2 separate regions of the Callithrix jacchus genome follow, and region 1 is linked to region 2. A link is a contact called in public Hi-C data. All regions are on one chromosome and are shown on one strand. The core of a region is the stretch at or near the end of the contact, and the rest is flanking DNA. Distances in the headings are between cores, read along the strand shown. Region 1 overlaps ETV6 (ETS variant transcription factor 6). Region 2 has its middle 20 kb from the start of BCL2L14.

The links. A called contact is a pair of places that touch in the nucleus more often than the background predicts.
Region 1: a contact with region 2 is called in a Hi-C map of skeletal muscle, with 4 times the contacts expected there. The contact joins two enhancer-like sites. A contact is called at or near these places in 2 of 3 Hi-C or Micro-C datasets (both in skeletal muscle).

The regions. Positions count from the first base shown.
Region 1 is chr9:11,498,638-11,505,174 of calJac240_pri, forward strand. The region is part of intron 4 of ETV6 (ETS variant transcription factor 6); the gene reads right to left. Among named protein-coding and RNA genes, the nearest start is that of ETV6, 150 kb to the right of the region's middle. Within about 2 kb of position 3,399, at least 3 of the 16 cell types and tissues checked have an H3K27ac peak or open chromatin away from gene starts, as enhancers often do. A contact at or near this core is called in skeletal muscle, where this site is marked.
Region 2 is chr9:11,254,063-11,260,497 of calJac240_pri, forward strand. No RefSeq gene overlaps it. Among named protein-coding and RNA genes, the nearest start is that of BCL2L14, 20 kb to the left of the region's middle. Within about 2 kb of position 3,494, at least 13 of the 16 cell types and tissues checked have an H3K27ac peak or open chromatin away from gene starts, as enhancers often do. A contact at or near this core is called in skeletal muscle, where this site is marked.

The DNA.
Region 1 (6,537 bases), core at 2,149-4,648, 240 kb after region 2:
TTCCAGTGCTGGGACTACTGCTAGGCACATTGTCTGAATAAAAATAATGGCGTCTCGAGACCATCCTGGTCAACATGGTGAAATTCCGTCTCTACTAATAATACAAAAAATTAGCTGGGCGTGGTGGCGCGTGCCTGTAATCCCAGCTACTCAGGAGACTGAGGCAGGAGAATTGCCTGAACCCAGGAGGCGGAGGTTGCAGTGAGCCGAGATCGCGCCATTGCACTCCAGCCTGGGCAACAAGAGCAAAACTCCGTCTCAAAAAAAAAAAAATGGCGTCTGAAAGAGTAAATGTTCTCTGAAAAACGGACAGGCATGATTAGATTTGTTAGGGACATCATAGTAAAGGACCAACAAATTATTTCTGGGTTCTTTAGAGGAGAAAAAGAATCTTTCATTGAAGAAAGGACATCTAAATCCTCTCAACAAGAAGCAGGTAAAGTTCTACTTTAAGAAATTTTCTCAGGCCAGTCATGGTGGCTCATAGTGAGACCTTGTGTCTACAAAAATTTTTTAAATTAGGTGAGCATGGTGAGGCACGCTTGTGGTCCCAGATGCTTAGGAAGCTGAGGCAGAAGGATTGCTTAAGCCCGGGATGTGGAGGTTACAGTGAGCCTTGTTCATGCCACTGCACTCCAGCCTGGGTGACAGGCTTGTCTCAAAAAAACCAAAAAACAAAAAAAAAAAAAAGAAAAAAAAGAGAAATGATCCCTTAGTGCTATTCAAGATCTTAAGAGAAAGAGACAGGGAAAGTTTATAGAGAAGAAACTTGTCAATGCATAGCCTTGGTGTCGTTGATGGTCCCCACACATGGACAGTGCACAGTGGGAGCTCTGGTTTCAATGGTAATGATGTAGAAAAGTAAGAGCCACCTTTAGGATGGCCAGTGCCTTTAATGCCCCTAAAAACTTGGGGGGGCTGGCTGGTGGTTTTCACTGTTTTTTTTTTTTTTTTTTTTTTTTTGAGACAGAGTCTTGCTCTGTCACCAGGCACCCAAGCTGGAGTGCCATGGTGTGATCTCGGCTCACTGCAACCTCCGCCTCCCGGATTCAAGCAATTCTCCTGCCTCAGCCTCCCGAGTCGCTGGGACTACAGGCGCACACCACCATGCCCAGCTAATTTTTGTATTTTTTTTTTTTTTTTTTTAGTAGAGACAGGGTTTCACCATGTTGGCCAGGATGGTCTCGATCTCTTGACCTCATGATCCGCCCGCCTTGGCCTCCCAAAGTGCTGCGATTACAGGCATGAGCCACTGTGCCCGGCCTCACTGTTTTATTTGTATCTCACCGAGTTGAGAGTCAGAAGGTCTGAGTGCCAACACTCACTCTGCCATTGACAAGTTTGATGACCCTGGACAAGTGATCTGTGTCCCCTCATCTGTTATGGGCTGTTGGAATGATAAATGTCATGAGGCTGCCATATTACAGAGTGAATATGAATATGGCACATAACAGGTAAATATGAATCTTGGCCAAGAACCAGATGATTAATGCAGTGTTTTTTTTTTCTTTCCTTCAAGGAAAGGAAGAGCCTGTAACTCTTCTTGTCTCAAATGCATCATAACTAGTCCTTTTCACTTAAGACTCACTCACAATGTACTTTCCTGCTTGACTGGACAGTGGCTGAACTGGAGGCTGACGTGTCTGTATTTTATCTATGTGAAGTGAATGCTTCATTCAGAGGCAAACGGAAAAATTTAAAGAATGTGGCCAAGGCAATCTGAGCTTCATCAGTGAGGGAATGGATTTGCTGTGACCACTCAGATCAAATTCACGATGTTACTTTGCTAGGCTTCTTGAAGCTGAGCTAACAGATAAGGGTAGCAGCCTCCTCCCCTCTTGGCCAACATTCACTGAGTCCTCACTGTGTGCCAGACACAGTGTTCTACATTTATATTTTCACTTATTTTTTAGAACAACCCTATGAAGTGGACACTATTATTAACCCCATGCTATCTAGGTCTTTGGAGAGGTCAGGCAACCTTCCAAGTTGCTCAGAAGTGGGAAGGAGTAGAGCCAGAATTGGAATGTTATTACCCACTGTACAGTACTGTCTTTTTATATACCACGGAAACTGCACCTTGTTCTCTGGAATATGAGTGGGTTTGGCCCGTGCCATCCATGGGTGGAGATGCGGTGATGAAATCAATGTGGACAGACGCCCTGAAGGGCACACCAGTAAGTGACAAGGTGAACTTCCAAGGGCTACATGAATGGTTTTTAGGAAATCAATCATTAAAATGTGAATCTGTCACGGTTCCAATGGTGACTGAAATCATTCACTTTGGCTCTACTGACCTGATTTCCTTGGAAGGTGCCCCTCCTCTGTGCATCATCCCCAAGGCCAGAGCGGCTGGTGCTCTTTGTTAACTGGGCACCAGTTTCAAGGACGAGGAATCAGAAGCAGAAAGTTTGTGAGATGGACAATGCTGGGCTCTCCGGCCACCAGTGGACCCACAGAGCCCCGAGCTCTTCAACTTCAGGGCTTTCCCTAACTGATCCGAAGTTTAATGTTTTAAATATATTCTGCTTTAACCACGCCACAGTTCCTGCTTTATTTCTATAAATATTATACACTGAGGTTCCATCTGAAGGAAGCAATCTTAGAGATTAAAAGGAAGGCACAGATCCAGCTTACATCCCATGAAACAACTAAACGCAAATACGCACATACAGCTCCTAGTCTTAGACTATCCCTGAACACAGACTTTAAAAACTGATTAGGTGAGTATCATAATATTTATGCCACTTGCTAACGGAATGCCATGGACAGCAGAGAAAGGTTGTTATTGTCAGTTCAACAGTCACAAAACAAGACATATAAGTTGAATTATTAAGTTTTGTGGGCAGTTACAATGAAAGTAACTTCTTTCTTTGAATTATTTACCACCAAATGACAAAGAGAAGACAAATGTATGCCTCAGTGGCAAATCTCATTGATGTCTTCATGGAATGATAACTAGAGATAATTTATTTCTGGGAACCACTAAGTAAAATAATGGTTTTCTCCTGCCAAAATCCAGACTTTTACTGATCCCCACAAATCTGAAATGACTGGTTTATCTTGCATAGCCATAAAAAAATGGGCACTGATAGAGCATAAAAGGAAAATACCTCAAGAGAGTAAAAAAAAAAACCTCAGGTGCAATGAAACCCATAGGTTTGAGAGTCAGGTGTCTTGCATCAAGCTGACCTCTCTGCTCACTGAGTATCTCTCCCTCGATTCCACAGCTAGCACCACGAGGCTATTTTTAATCCCCAGGCTTTAGACAGCTGAGTCTAGTTAGAATAAGATATCTGAGGACGGAGGCAGCAGAGAGGCGCCAAACGCCTGGAGCGCGCACTAGAAAACCTGCTTGTGCCCAAGCAGCTGAACTGAGAAAGAACACAGCCCTGAGATCACGGACCAGAATGGTCAAAATAGCCCCCAGGTAAGGGTCAGGCAGAGGTCAGTTTCATAGGAAGCATCTTCCCTGTCTTTGAGCTTTGCCAATGTCCAGTTCCAAGAGCTATTTTAAGTGCACTCTTAAAGCTGCTTCTATCCTCACGCCCACACTAAGGTCCAGGATGGAGAGAGAGAGGCTGATTGATTGACTGGGCTTTACTGCTCCTTCCCTGACTTCCGTGGGTTCTCATTGTGCATCTAAGAAAGCAGGATTCAGCGGGCGTCAGTGCTGTGGGCTATATTTATACCCATCCAGCTGCCCGGTTGCTGAGCTTTTCACATTTACAAACAGCAGGAGTACAAGATGCCTTTCAGAGGGGCCATTTTCTCATGGTATTTATTCTAGATTTCTCTGGGATGATCTCAGCATTCATATCTTTTTGATGAAGAAAAAAGAAAAAGGGGGAGGAAAATAAACAGTAAGTGGACACAGTTCTCTGCTGCTGAGGCAAGAGTATTCTCTTCTATGCACAAAAGGAGAACTCTGCCTTTCTGGCTTGCTCTGCCACGAACTCAGGTTTATGCCTGGGAAATACATATAAGAGTCACACGGTGCTTCACAAGGTAACTGGAGTGGAGGCACATACTCATCCTTGATCTTTTTTTCCTGCCTCCTGAGTGGCAAGACAGAGCAAAGTTAATATAATAAGGGAAGGGAGGCATTCTACCAGCTGTAGAGTCCTACCTGGGAATCCTAGCTGACAGTGGTAGCCACTGTTCATCTGTGTGACCTTGATTAATTTACTAGGGTTCTCTGTACCTCATCTCTCCTAGTGGTCCCCCCAAAGAAAGTCACCAGTGGTTCTGAATGAGATGCTGTGTGGAAGGAAGAGCACAGCTTTTTGTTCCTAACTCAAACACCTCTATAACCCTGTCTAGTCTAGGACATAAAGTCCTATGAGACAGGCACCTGTGGTAAGCAACACAGCCATAGAGCAACGTGGTTAAGTGAACAGGGGAGCTCCACCACTTACGGGCAAGTGTGCGGCTTGTGCCTCAGTTTCCTCATCTTAAATTGCAGGTAATAATAGAAACTTCTCAAAGGGCCGTTTTGAGGATAAAATGAGTCAGCAGACGCAAAATGCTTAGGACAGTATCCGCCACAGTTAGCGTCAGGCAAGCTTTAGCTATTATTACAGTGCCAGCTGAAAGCGCTGCTATCAGTCACCATTGTTCCAACACTGAAGTATGGAGAGAATATGAAGGTAAGGTGGGGTGTTTTTAAATTAAAGAACTATTCCTTAAAAGCAGGCATTAAAGTTTTAAGTATTAGTGGGTGTGAATTTTAGTCCTCCTTCAATTTTGCATCTCCCAACCCTCCCTTAGCTCCTAAAATTTCTGTTAAATTATTTTTCCAACACTGTCCCAGTTAAACAAAAGGTTCCTATTAATGAAGTAAGTCACTCAAATAAAATAACCATTAGAACCTGAGTCACTTACATGGAAATAAAACTTAATTCTTTTTCTTCCCTCCTTTTTCTCCCCATTAGCTCAGCTGCAAGAAAGAAATGTTTGGCTTTCCATAAGTAGATGAATGAAAATTGAACCCCATTAGCAGATGGGACCCGACTCTGAATAAGGATTCATTTTTATTTTATTTTATTTTTGAGACCGAGTTTCGCTCTTGTTACCCAGGCTGGAGTGCAATGGCGCCATCTCGGCTCACCGCAACCTCCGCCTCCTGGGTTCCGGCAATTCTCCTGCCTCGGCCTCCTGAGTAGCTGGGATTACAGGCACGCGCCACCATGCCCAGCTATTTTTTTGTATTTTTAGTAGAGACGGGGTTTCACCATGTTGACCAGAATAGTCTCGATCTCTTGACCTCGTGATCCACCTGCCTTGGCCTCCCAAAGTGCTGGGATTACAGGCTTGAGCCACCGCACCCGGCCTGGGATTCATTTTTAAACGTATTCCATCTCAGAGTTGTGTGGGTCCTGTTCAGGATTTTGTCTAACTTCTTAGCTGACTTTGACTAACCTTTCGGTGTCTGTCATTGGGAGAGCAAGAACAAAATGCACATCCACACCGGCCTCTTCTGCTAATCCTCCTATCCGGGTAAAATCTGATTGAAACAAAGGGGGAAAACATCACAAAGAAAGGGGGCAACAGACTGCCTGGGGTTCCGTACAGAAGGAGGGCCCGGCCTAGTGCCTTGGTTTCCAGGTGTTACACATTTATACTATACATGCATAGTGATGTATCAATTTGCTGTGGATATAGACTTTGCTTTTAGCCTCAGCTCTCAGAGCTGGTTTGCTGCTTCATCTTGCTGCCTTCCTAAATGGCCATGCACATGTTAAATTCCATCAGTGATGTGCACGACCCTCCCAATATGGTTCTTGAAATGTCTCACCTCTCCAGAAAATGGAAGCTCTGTTTTGTTACAGCCTGTACACACCCTGAATATTAGTAGCCCCGAGGTGGGAAATGAAATCTTTTTTTTAAATGATCACCAGGTGAATCTGTTGTGCAGCTGGGTTTTGAGAAACATTAGATATAACTCTTGGAAGATTTAGAAGTATTATTAAAAACACAGCATATAACAGTAACAGCAACAACGAACACTTACATAGTAGTATGTGTCAGTCACGTAGCTATGAGCCTGACAGGTGTTAACTAGGTTATTATAAATTCACATATTGATGTCTTTACTGAATTAAAGGAGTCAGTGTACAAACAATAATATAACCAACTAGACTCTATACAGATTCTTCCATGGAATTCTTGCAACAAAGGAGATGCAGCAATTTGTTTTCGTCAATTGGACATAGGAATACAAAATTACAACTACTTGTCCCTTACAGGAATCTTTATGGGCCACACGTGTGACTCACGCTGTACTGGTCTAAGGGTAAAAAGATTATCAATAGTAATAACAATTTCAGCGGACAAAGAGCTTTCCTCCTGAGAAGCTCTAGTTTGACACACACCAGAACACGTATTTTGGACAACATCCCTACGGCAGGAAGACTGTCAAAATTCATCAGAGGAGGAAGTTAATTTTAGCTCTGCTTTCATTCCCCCAAATCCTGTAAAATAACAGTAAAGAGACTTTTAAGAAGGCACAAATCTACAAGGACAAAGACACCAGAA
Region 2 (6,435 bases), core at 2,244-4,743:
GACTGAGTCTTGCTCTGTTGCCAGGCTGGAGTACAGGGGTGCAATCTCAGCTCACTGCAACCTCTGCCTTCTGGATTCAAGCGATTCTCCTGCCTCAGCCTCCAGAGTAGCTGGGGCTACGGGCCATGCCACCACACCCAGCTAATTTTTGCATTTTTAATAGAGATAGGGTTTCACAATATTGACCAGGATGGTCTTGATCTCCTGACCTCATGATCCCAAAGTGCTAGGATCACAGGCGAGAGCCACCGAGCCTGGCCACAGATGGTATTTTCTCTGGTGTTCTCACATGGTAGAAAAGGTGGAAGAGCAGAAGGGATAAACACTGCGCCCTCACGTGGCAGAATAGATGAAAGGGCAATGGGCCTAGCTATTTCCTTCCAGCCCTTTTATAAAGGCACTATTCCCATTCACATGAGGGTGGCGGCTTCATGACCTAATCACCTCCCAAATGCACCACCTTCTAATACCATTCCTTTGGGGTTTAAGTTTCAACATAAATTTTCGGAGGCATATACATCCAAATCATGGCACCAGGTCACTAAAAATCACCAGGAAGTAGAATGGAAGTACTTCACACTTTGCTTTCAGATAAACGTCAGAAAACTGGCTTTACAACAATAAAATAATGTATAGTAAAAAGAATTAACACTGCATAGATATTCAAAAGGTTTATCAGTAACTGCTAAACCCCAGATGCTATGTTTAAGAAGATGGAAACTTGGAGGAACAGAGTAGATCCAGGATATTCATTCAACAAAGTACGTTTAGTTTGGATTGCTGGTTCATACCTGGAAATTGCTATAATTTCTTTTTGTTTGTTTTTTTGCCTGTTCTCTGTGAACCTAAAAATCGCTGTGATTTTGTTATATTACTTTGAAAGATTACGTGCTCTGAAATTACACAGACTTGGCTCTGGTCTCAGCTGTAAGGTGCAGACAATTCCTTTAGCTTCTCTGCATCGATTTCCTCATCTGCAGTGCTATTTTACAGCTTATTGTCAGGACTAACTGTGATTCTGTATTTAAAACTTCTGCACTGATCATCAGAGAAATGGCTATTAAACCCACAATGAGATATCACCTCGTACCTCTTGGAATGCTATTATCAAAGAGATGAAAGATAACAAATGCTAGTGAGGATGTGGAGAACAGGGAAGCCTGGGCACTGCTGCTGGGAATGTCAATTAGCACAGCCATTGCGGAAAACAGCATGAGGTTCCTCAAAAAAATTAAATATAGTACTACCATATGATCTAGCAATCCCACTCCTGGGTATATATATCCAAAGGAAATAAAACTGGTATGTGGAAAACTATCTGTACTGCCATGTTCATTGCAGTACTATTCACAATAGCCAAGATTTGAAACCAAGTGTTCATCAGCGGATGGATGGATGAAGACAATGGGGTTGGATAAAGAAAATGTGGATAAAAAAATACACCATGGAATACTATTCAGTCTTTTTAAAATGAGGGCATCCTGTTGCTTGTGACACAGATGAACCTGAAGGATATCATGCTCCGTGAAATAAGTCAGGCACAGAAAGACAAATACCGCATGATCTCACTTACATGTGGAATCTTAAAAAGTTGAACTCATAGAAGTAGAGAGTAGAAAAGGGGTTACCAGGGCTTTCAGGCTTGTTGGGGGGCAGTTGGAGAGATGGTCAAAGAATATAAAATTTCAGACAAGAGGCATATATGTTCAAGAGATCTATTATACAACATGATAATTATAGTTAATAACATATTTTTAAAAATTGCTAAGAGAGTAGATTTTAAGTTACCCCCAAAATGATAACTTTGTGAGCACATGGATATGTAATTAGCTTTATTTTATTTTAATTTTTTGAGACAGAGTTTTGCTCTTGTTGCCCAGGCTGGAGTGCAATGGCACGATCTCGGCTCACTGCAACCTCCTCCTCCCAGGTTCAAGTGATTCTCTTGCCTTAGCCTCCTGAGTAGCTGGGATTACAGGCATGCACCACCATGCCTGGCTAATTTTGTATTATTGTAGAGATGGGGTTTCCCCATGCTGGTCAGGCTGGTATCGAACTCCTGACCTCAGGTGATCCACCCACCTTGACCTCCCAAAGTGCTGGGATCACAGGTGTGAGCCACCGCATCCTGCCTGTAATTAGTTTTATTTAACCATTTCACGATGTATACGTATTCCAAAACATGTTGCCCGTGACAAATATACATAATAAAACCAAAAAGATCCTGGCACGGAGCTGGCATTTCTGAAGTGTTAATTCCTTGTAATGCCATTTCTCAAATTGAGATTCTACCTGCGTATACATACCACAGCCTTCCATCTTTACTCTGTTTTAGTTCATGAGAGTTAGAGTTACCCTCAAGATTTCCTAGTTTGTTGGTTCCCAAACTGGGATTCCCCAGCTCTCAGGGCCTGAGAAAATTGTAACCAGGGTCTGTGGGTTAGTTTCAACATGCTGAAATCCTAACAAAAATCATTCATGGGTGGGAGACCAGGTTAAGAAGGGATAAGTGTTTTCGTTTTTCTCTGTGATGTGGACTCACTGTGGTAACTCTGGTTGCATCATGATCATCAGAAGGCCTGCCTGACATTTATACCTGATTTCTGAAGACAGAAGGCTTATTAGTTCCTATTTTAGAGATCCATTTTGGTAGGCAACATCTTTCAAATACATGGAATTTATGGGAAAAAGTAGCAAAGAAGTTCACGAGTCTGGGGCACTGAGATCCACAAAGTTTAAGTAACTTTTCAAGGTCACACAGCAGGTGGGTAGCAGTGCCAGGACCAGGACTGATTTCTCCTGACGCCTCACAGCCTCCATGCCGTCTAGACCACATTCGTTCCCACCTGGGTCCTTCATGTCCAAGGTGAGATTAAATATCACCTTGGAAACTGGCTTTTAGCCAGGATGTTGTAGTGTCGAGGGCAAGGGAAGTCTCCTCTACACTAGGACCCCAGGAATCTTGGTGAGGGAAAAGGTATTTCCAACCATTTGTTACATGAGCTCAGCCAGATGTTTTTCTTTTGCTTCCTTTCTCAATTGGGGAAATGTGTGCTTTAGAAGATTTTAAATGCTTGGTTTCTTAAGAGAAAAAGAAAACTGTTGCTTGTTCATATTATTTGTGTTTTTCTCCATGCAAAGACAGGAGGTTTTCAGCCAAGACAAATCAGAGTGGCTGACATTCCCACGGGAAAGTGGGCGGGGCATGAGAACAGGGTATGTACCTGTCTGGAAGCTGGAGCCTTTGATGAACTTCCACAAGAGCCCCGGAAGGAAGCTGTTTTGATAAGCTGTGGTCACCAGGTGGCGCTGCATACACGCGGTCAAGTCCAGCAGTTTTTCAGACCTGCAGGATTTTTCCAGATTTACTGAAGCAGGAAAAAACAAGAAAAACAAAACGGGTCTAGTAGTTCAGCTCAGAATAGTTGAGTTGGAAGGAGGTGGGACCACCCCCCGCCCCCTGACAGCTTGCCCTCTTCAATCGTGTAGCAGAGAATGCACTTGGTGCTCGTTGGATTCACTGAGTGAGCGGAGAGCTGCCTGGCTTCTCACCGGAGTGTGGAATCAGGACGTGGCTGGTTCCAGCTGCAAGAAAGTCCCGGTTATTCTGCGAGGGCAAAAGCGCTCCAGCGTTAGGGCTCCAGCAGAGGCGATCAGTAGGGCGGCACCAGTCCTTTGCTTGGGACCAGTCTGACCTTAAAGGGAAAGGCAATTTCCCTTTCTATACGGCGAACTCATTTCCTTTGTTGCTTTCCTTTTCATTTTCCTCCCGGGGACCGTTAATTCCGGCCAGGTTGGGACCTGAGAGGAGGGGATGAATGAGGTGGGAACCAGCAGTGCCCTTTCTTCCTTCTTGCTCTGCCCCCAGGTAACACCCTCCAGCACCCAAACCTACCCCCGTCCTCCAAAGGAAAAATGCACATGCTATCCATGTCTGTCCACGTGCTGGATTTCCTGGCCAGTTCTGATTTGAAATATCTTGAAAGTTTGCTTTCCAGGGGCCACTTTGTGTTAAAAGAGGATTAAAAAATAAAACGAATTCCCAATATCTCCAATCTGAAGTCTTTTCTTGGTATCATAAAAAAGAACTGAGCTATCAGCCCTCTGGTACCTTCGATTCCAGCCTAAAGGCCACTGTCTGGTGGTCACCAACGTGCTGGCCAACGTGGGGACACCAGGCCAACTCCCATGGGCTCTCCGTGATGAAGCGGTGACTCCAGCAGATACCAGTAGCACCCGCACAGCCGGAGCCACACCCAGGCACTTGCTTTGCTGCCGTTTGGGAGGGATCAGTGCTCCAGAGCAGTGGCTTCCAAACCGTAGCATGCCTCGCTTGCTGGGCTCCACTCCCAGAGTTTCTGGGTGAGTGGGTCCTGGGTGCAGCTGGGAAATTTGCATTTTTAACAATTTCCCCCTGAGGCTGATGCTACAGTCTGGGGACCACACTTTGAGAACTACCATTTTCAGAGCAAAATGCTGGGGGTGGTGGTGGGGGGAAGGAGCGGCAGGAAACAGCTGAAGGCTGTGGCGTGCCAGGTGTGCGTGCCAGGTGTGCGTGCCAGGATTGCAGGGTCACCAGCAGGGCCAGTCCTCCGGGGCTGCTGGAAATCCTTATCCCTCCTTTAGAGACTAGTGGTTCTGAAACCTGGCAGCACAGTGTAATCACTTTGGGAGCTTAAAAAAAATTACTGATGACTGGCTCCTAGCCCCAGACGTCCTGATTTAAGTGGTTCAGAATGTGGTTTGGGCCCTGGAAGCTTTAAAAGCTCCCTAGGTGTTTCTGATGAGTAGCCCAGGTTGAAAAATCATGGTGCTAGGTCCACGTGTTACCACATTCTTCTGTCTAGTCCCCAGTGCGTGTGAGTTCTCGTTACCCACTCGCAAACCCTTCCAGCTGTGTCTCATGCCCCTGCCTTAGGCTGAAGAACACTTGCACCTGTCTCTGAGTACTGAACTCCTATTTATCCTTCAAGAGCCAGGTCAAATATTTCTTCCAAGGTGAAGACGTTTCTGGCTTTTCTAACAGTTCACCTCCTAAAGCACTTTAGATACACTAGAATTATGACCTTCATCTTTCCCTTCATTGTAATTACTGTCACGTGCTGAATAAGGATGTTCTAGTCGAAAACCGATTATGTATGAAGGTGGTCCCCTAAGATTATAATGGTGCTGAAAAATTCCTATCATCTAGTGACACTGCAGCCATTGTAATGTTGTAGCTCAGTTACTTTATTTTAAAAATAAACTTAATAGGCTGGGGGCAGTGGCTCATGTAATCGTCACTTTGGGAGGCCGAGGTGGGCGGATCACCTGAGGTCAGGAGTTCAAGACTCAGCCTGGCTAACATGGCGAAACCCCGTCTCTACTAAAAATAAAAAAAATTAGCCGGGCGGGCGTGGTGGCAGGTGCCTGTAATCCCAGCTACTCAGGAGGCTGAGGTAGAAGAATTGCTTGAACCTGGGAGGCAGAGGCTGCAGTGAGCCGAGATCACGTCATTGCACTCCAGCCTAGGCAATAAGAGCGAAACTCCGTCTCAGAAAAAAACAAAAAACAAACAAAAAAACAAACTTAGTGTAGCCTAAGTGTACTGTGTTTATGAAGTTGACGGTCACATCCTCGGCCTTCACATTCACTCACTCCTAGAAGCGAAGTCGAGTGAGCCGTGCACACTGTCCCTCTCACCGAGAGCCACTCCAGTCCTGCAGCAGCCATTTTGGTAAGTGCCCTATTCGGATGGACCATTTTTAATCTTTTATACTGTATTGGTACTGTACCTTTTTCATGTTTTATTTACGTACACAGCTACTCACCATCGTGTTACAAGTGCCTGTGATATTTTCAGTGCAGTTACCTGCTGTACAGGTTTGTAGCCCAGAGCAATAGGCTTTACACTGTAGCTTGTTTGTGTTGGAGGGCGTAGGCGGTACCGTCTAGGTTTCTGTGAGTGCACTCCATCACGTCCACACAGCAAAACTGCCTAATGATGCATTGCTCGCAGTGTGTCCCTGTCGTAAAGCCCTGACTGTGTCTGTGTTCCTATCTTCCCTCCCCACTTGACGCTTAGTAGAACTTCGGGATTGAATGAATCTCATAGTTGGAGATAATGTTAAAAATGCACAGGTTCTGTTTTTTGTTTGTTTGATTTTGGAGACGGGGTCCCGCTTTGTAGCCCAGGCTGGAGTGCAGTGGTGCAATCATGGCTCACTGCAGCCTTGACCTCCTAGACCGAAGCGATCCTCCCACCTCAGCCACCTTAGTAGCTGGGACCACGGCAGGTGTGCACCACCACGCCTGGCTAATTTTTGTGTTTTTTGTAGAGATGGGCCTTCACTATGTTGCCCAGGCTGGTCTTGAACTCCTGGGCTCAAGCAATCTGCCTGCCTTGGCCTCCCAAAGTGTTGTACTTATAGGCACAAGCCACTATGCTTGGCCATT